Regions from separate parts of the Mus musculus genome. Here region 1 is linked to region 2. A link is a contact called in public HiChIP or PLAC-seq data. All regions are on one chromosome and are shown on one strand. The core of a region is the stretch at or near the end of the contact, and the rest is flanking DNA. Distances in the headings are between cores, read along the strand shown.

Region 1 (2,700 bases), core at 17-2,516, 360 kb after region 2:
TTGGCACTCTAACCTTTCTACTGACTAGCCCCCCTGAATCCGGGAGTCCTTGCCTGTAAATTCGCAATGAGGACAGTGTCCCATGGGTGTGAGGGCAGAGAAAATGAATGCAAAACGCCTAAACTCAGCAAATTCCGCAGTACCAAGCGTTGTTTGCACATTCAGACTTAAAGCAGGGCGGTGGTGGTGCGTGCTCCATGCCCTTAATCGCAGCACTCCGGAGGCAGAGGCAGGCGGATTTCTGAGTTCGAGGCCAGCCTGGTCTACAGAGTGAGTTCCAGGACAGCCAAGGCTACTCAGAGAAACCCTGTCTCAGAAACCCAAGCCCTACCAGAATCCCCAATATTCAAACTTGCGCTGTAATGTCCCCAATGTTCACTTGTCCCTTGTTTTTTTTTTTTTTTTTAAACCCTATTAAATCAAAAGACTTCTTACAAGCTGTGCTAAGACCCATCCCCACCGGAACCTGGGGATATTTAATCAAAGAATTACCATTTAGGTTTAAATTTTAAAGGTAATCTCCGCAACTTCCGCTCCTATAAAGCCCCCCAAAAGGGGGAGTTGGAAAAGTATCGCGAGAATCTAACGGGCTGCGTTTGCGGCTTGGGTCCCGTTCTCGCGTTTTCTGGTGAAGGAATGTGTCGAGGTGAAAAGGGAAGCGCCAAGTATCGCGGGAGTCCAGCGGAGTCTCGCGATACTTGCGGCATTCGCCCCTCCCCCTCCCCCTCTAGTGCCGTTTCGGTTTAATCTAGTGTGTGAGTGAGTCTGGGCGAGGGAGTGAGATGTGGCTGTGAGGTGTCGGTGTGAGGCGGAGGCTAGCGAAGGGGGCTCCCTCAGGCACGAGGGACAAAGGGGGGGAGCTGAGGCAACCTAGGCCGCGGAGGCCTGGCGACAGGAAGCCAGCCGCCCCGAGCCGGGCGACCGGGTAGGGGAAGGGCCTGCGTAGTCCTCCCGGGGCTCCAGAGCCGCCGTCGGCCCCACAGGCTCCGGCGGACGCCTTCCTACTTCCTTGAGCGCCAGGGCTCGCGGGCCCGAATATCGGCTCGGCGGGGGTGGGCGGCCGTGAGGGGCGGACTCGAGCAGCTCCCGGCGTCGCGCTCCTCCCGTGCCGAGGAACTCTTGGTTTCTTCCCTCTCTCCTTCACCCCCCACCTCATGTAGGAGGGCGCTGAGGCGGCGAGAGGGAGGAGGAGCCTCGCCTGCGGTCCCTGCCCTCCCCACCCCCGTCTAGGGGCTCTTCGGGGGGCGTGGAGTCGGGGCTGGGGGGGAGGGTGGGGCTTTTTGGAGCGCCGGGGAACTTTTTCCCCTGCTTCAGGCCCGGGGAAAGGGAATGCCCAATTCCGAGAGACATGGGGGCAAGAAGGACGGGAGCGGAGGAGCTTCTGGAACTTCGCAGCCGTCATCGGGAGGTGGCAGCTCCAACAGCAGGGAGCGTCACCGCTTGGTGTCGAAGCACAAGCGGCATAAGTCCAAGCACTCCAAAGACGTGGGGCTGGTGACCCCCGAAGCGGCATCTTTGGGTACCATAATCAAACCACTGGTGGAGTACGATGACATCAGCTCTGATTCAGACACCTTCTCCGATGACACGGCCTTCAAATCAGACCGGAGGGAGAACGAGGAACGTCGGGGAACGGATCGGAGCGATCGCCTGCACCGACATCGTCACCACCAGCACCGGCGGTCCCGAGACTTGCTAAAAACTAAACAGACGGAAAAGGAAAAAAATCAGGAAGTCTCCAAATCTGGATCTATGAAGGACCGGGTATCGGGCAGTTCCAAACGGTCCGTGGAGGGGAGTGATGATTATGGGAAGGCCCAGCTATCCAAAAGCGGCAGCAAGGAATCCAGGTCGTCCAAAATGCACAAGGAGAAGACCCGCAAAGAGCGAGAGTTAAAGTCTGGATACAAGGACCGGAGTAAAAGTCATCGGAAAAGGGAAACACCCAAAAGTTACAAAACCGTGGCTAGCCCTAAACGGAGATCCAGGAGTCCCCATAGGAAATGGTCTGACAGTTCCAAGCAAGATGACAGCCCTTCCGGAGCTTCTTATGGCCAAGACTACGATCTTAGCCCCCCAAGGTCTCACACTTCTAGCAACTATGACTCCTACAAGAAGAGTCCTGGAAGTACCTCAAGAAGGCAGTCAATCAGCCCACCTTACAAAGAGCCTTCTGCTTACCAGTCCAGCACTCGGTCACCCAGTCCTTACAGCCGACGACAGAGGTCTGTGAGTCCCTATAGCCGGAGACGGTCCTCCAGCTATGAAAGGAGCGGCTCTTACAGCGGGAGATCACCCAGCCCCTATGGCCGAAGGCGATCAAGCAGCCCTTTCCTGAGCAAGAGGTCTCTGAGTCGGAGTCCACTCCCCAGGTGAGCTGTTGTCTGTCCTTCCTAAGGTAGGGTCGGTTGGGAGGAATTGAAAATGAGTCTTTAACATTTTGTTAAAGCTTTCAGTGTTCTTCTTTGACAAGTCATTTAGGTAAGTTTGGCTTTCCCCTCGCCCAATTGAGAAGTAAACATTCCAAGTGCCTCCAACTATTCAAGCAAGGTAGGTAAGGTACTTTGCAGTAATGGAGAACTTTCAGCTGTGAGAACTTGCTTCTACCTAGCGGGTGCATAGTCTTCAGAACTCGTTTAGCTGTTTGTTGCTTTGTCTTAAAATTTTGTAAGTCGTGTTGATACCAGTGCTTAAACTTTA
Region 2 (2,700 bases), core at 123-2,622:
CTTTAATCCCAGCACTCGGGAGGCAGAGGCAGGTGGATTTCTGAGTTTGAGGCCAGCCTGGTCTACAAAGTGAGTTCCAGGGCTGCAGGGAAACCCTGTCTCAAAAAACCAAAAAAAAAAAAAAAAAAAAAAAAAAAAAAAAAGAAAAGAAAAAAGAAAGGGGGTTATTAAGATCTCAAGGTCTAGACCCTTCAAAGAAAATATTTGGGGAGAGTCTAAGAATGCCAGACCTTAGAAACTGACCTATAGAAATCCTTTCCTTTTTAATAAACAGTTGGTACACAACACAAAGCAGAAAGAATCAAAATACATCGCAGTGGGTGTGGGTTTTTTTTTTTTAATGTGATTGTTTATGTATGTGTGTGTACACCAAAGGGCATGTGTGGACATCACAGGACAACTAACAGAAAGGAGTCCTTGTCTTTCCACTGTGGGCCCCAGGGATTGAACTCAGGTCCTCAGGTTTGGTGTACAACACCATTACCCCTTGAGCCCTATCATTGAGTTTTTGTAAGATTCGGTCCCTCAGAAGAAACCACATGAAAGCCAGCTGTAATGGCAGTGCTCAGAGGCTGAGAGGTAGAGTCAGGAGAATCCAGTCAAGGGCCAGCCTGGGCTAACTGAGACTCCCTCAAGACAAAATAAAACAACAACAATAATTAATAATAATACAAAAAGAAACAACAAAACCATGCTTGGATTTGCATCTCTAGACACTAGGAGCGGGTGTGAGTGGGTTTTTTGCTGTTTTCTCTGATGACGACACGAGGTAAATTCAGAAGATCCAGAGAAAACAAACGGGGGAAACTGGCACCACAGAAGGGAAGGAGAGACCTCATGTGACACAAATGAGCTTGGGCTCTGAGGATCTCCCAGACCAACAAGGCAAGCCAGCGTCTGGTGGAATGTGAGAGGCTCGCTTTGACTCCTGCCCCCTATTGACAAGTTGTTAAATTTATCACGCAAGCTCCTGACCACCCTTGAGCTCAGGCTTTAAAAGACTTCAGACTGGTTGAAATGACCCCCAGCACAGTGAGAAAACTCAGATCCATGCCCAGGGTCGCCCTACCCCCACCCCTCGCCTCCTGAGACTCACATGAGACCTTCCTCTATGTTCTCTGAACTAGGTAATGGCCCACAAAACTGGCAACAATTTGTCTTCTGAGATAGATTACCAGAGATGTGTGAGAGGGAGAAGGAAAAAGGAAGGCAGAAAAATCCATTCCTAAGGAGTCTGTAGAGATCCTCCGCTCACACCTTCCGGAGCAGCCCACTCAGTGCAGAAACTGTATCTAAATAGAGATAGCGGTTTTTTTGTTTTGTTTTTTTTTTTCCACACAAAGGGGCGGGGCTGGCTTCCTGGGAAGAAATTAAACCTCTCCGGTTTTGCCTGGTCTAAAAGTAGCTGTTCCCTGGTTACCCACCGTGGACTTTGTGATTGGCTGGCCGTGATGGTGGAGGTGGAGAGTAAGTTGCTGATGGGGTTGCAGCATCCCTTAGCTTCAGGTCCCCGGGAGGGGGAGGGAACAGGAAGCGGGAGGGAAGAGGAGCCATTTCTCCGCGCTGACCGACCTCCACGCTTGCAGCTCCCACTTCCCCGGAATCGAGGGGACTCCTCTGCTTGTACTGAGCCATGCTGGATATTTTCATCCTCATGTTCTTTGCCATCATAGGCCTGGTGGTTCTGTCCTACATAATTTACCTTCTCTAGTGGCCTGGCGCTGCAGGGGCTGCGAGGGGAAGGATGGAGCTGAAGGGCCGAGCATCCTGCTTGCTGACGCACCGGTGGAGTTTTGCTTCTGGTCATTATTCGGGTATTGATTAAAAAAAAAAAATGAAAAGAAAGCTTGTTTTTGTATCTATTTGTCATACACATTGACGTAGCATTTCTTGGATCAATGTGAAAAGAATAAGAAAGGCCAGCTTTCTTTGGGAATTGATTTAAAATGTTATTTCTTAAAAATAAACATCACTACAAATAAGTAAATAAATAAATATAAATAAAATGCACTAGGTTTTAGGTAGGATGGGAGGGAGTGTGCTGGGGGGTGGAGGGGGACAGACTATTATTTCCTAATTTCCTTCCAGGTAGATGCAAAACCAAGTTGTCCATTCTCTCCTGACAATGACTACAGTACATCCTTATGTGTGGACAAGGCAGTTTTCAAATCTGCTGGCATAATTGTATTCATTAATTCACTGCTGCGCCATAACTGCATTCATTAGTTCACTAGTGATTAACTCCCACTTGAGAAAAAATAGCAAATGAAACCTACTTGGGGTAAGGGGTGAGGGAGATGCCCACTTTCCCCAGTTGTGTAGAGGAATGGGGAGGATTCTCAGAACTCCTGCTAGTTCCTGACCAGTAGGGGTACCCCTGCTGCAGTTTGCAGCTGACCATTGTTTTTGGGTTTCCCACAGCTCCTGTGTCGGGTCCAGCAAGAGGCCTCTCACCACCAGCAGCAATCCTGAGGCCCAACTGATCTCTTCCAGTGTATCCGGATGTGGCTGACCCTTGGCACGAAGGCATTCTGTGAGGCAGGGGCACTCCTGGGGACATCAGGAGTTAGTCCAAGAATGCCAGCCACTGGCAGCTGCTGCATGCGATTGAGCTGTAGACAGGGACTATTCAGAATATGGAAGATTGGAACAGTGAAGTCAGAGTGGAGACTGCCCAAACATTCATATGGACAGCCTTTC

The links. HiChIP or PLAC-seq counts read pairs in DNA pulled down with a chosen protein or histone mark.
Region 1: a contact with region 2 is called in a FOXA1 HiChIP or PLAC-seq map of pancreatic cancer cells. The contact joins the promoter of Cdk12 here to the promoter of B230217C12Rik in region 2. A contact is called at or near these places in 2 of 115 datasets of contacts at active chromatin or transcription factors (large pre-B cells and pancreatic cancer cells).

Annotation. Positions count from the first base shown.
Region 1 is chr11:98,202,039-98,204,738 of GRCm38.p6, forward strand. It overlaps Cdk12 (cyclin-dependent kinase 12), which reads left to right and starts at 1,267. Exons shown (of 14, transcript NM_001109626.1): 1 at 1,267-2,372. The coding sequence starts at 1,330. It overlaps Gm38963 (a long non-coding RNA gene), which reads right to left and starts at 592. Exons shown (of 4, transcript XR_880193.2): 1 at 493-592.
Region 2 is chr11:97,839,763-97,842,462 of GRCm38.p6, forward strand. It overlaps B230217C12Rik (RIKEN cDNA B230217C12 gene), which reads left to right and starts at 1,373. Exons shown (of 3, transcript NR_169086.1): 1 at 1,373-1,467; 2 at 1,712-1,814; 3 at 2,422-2,700.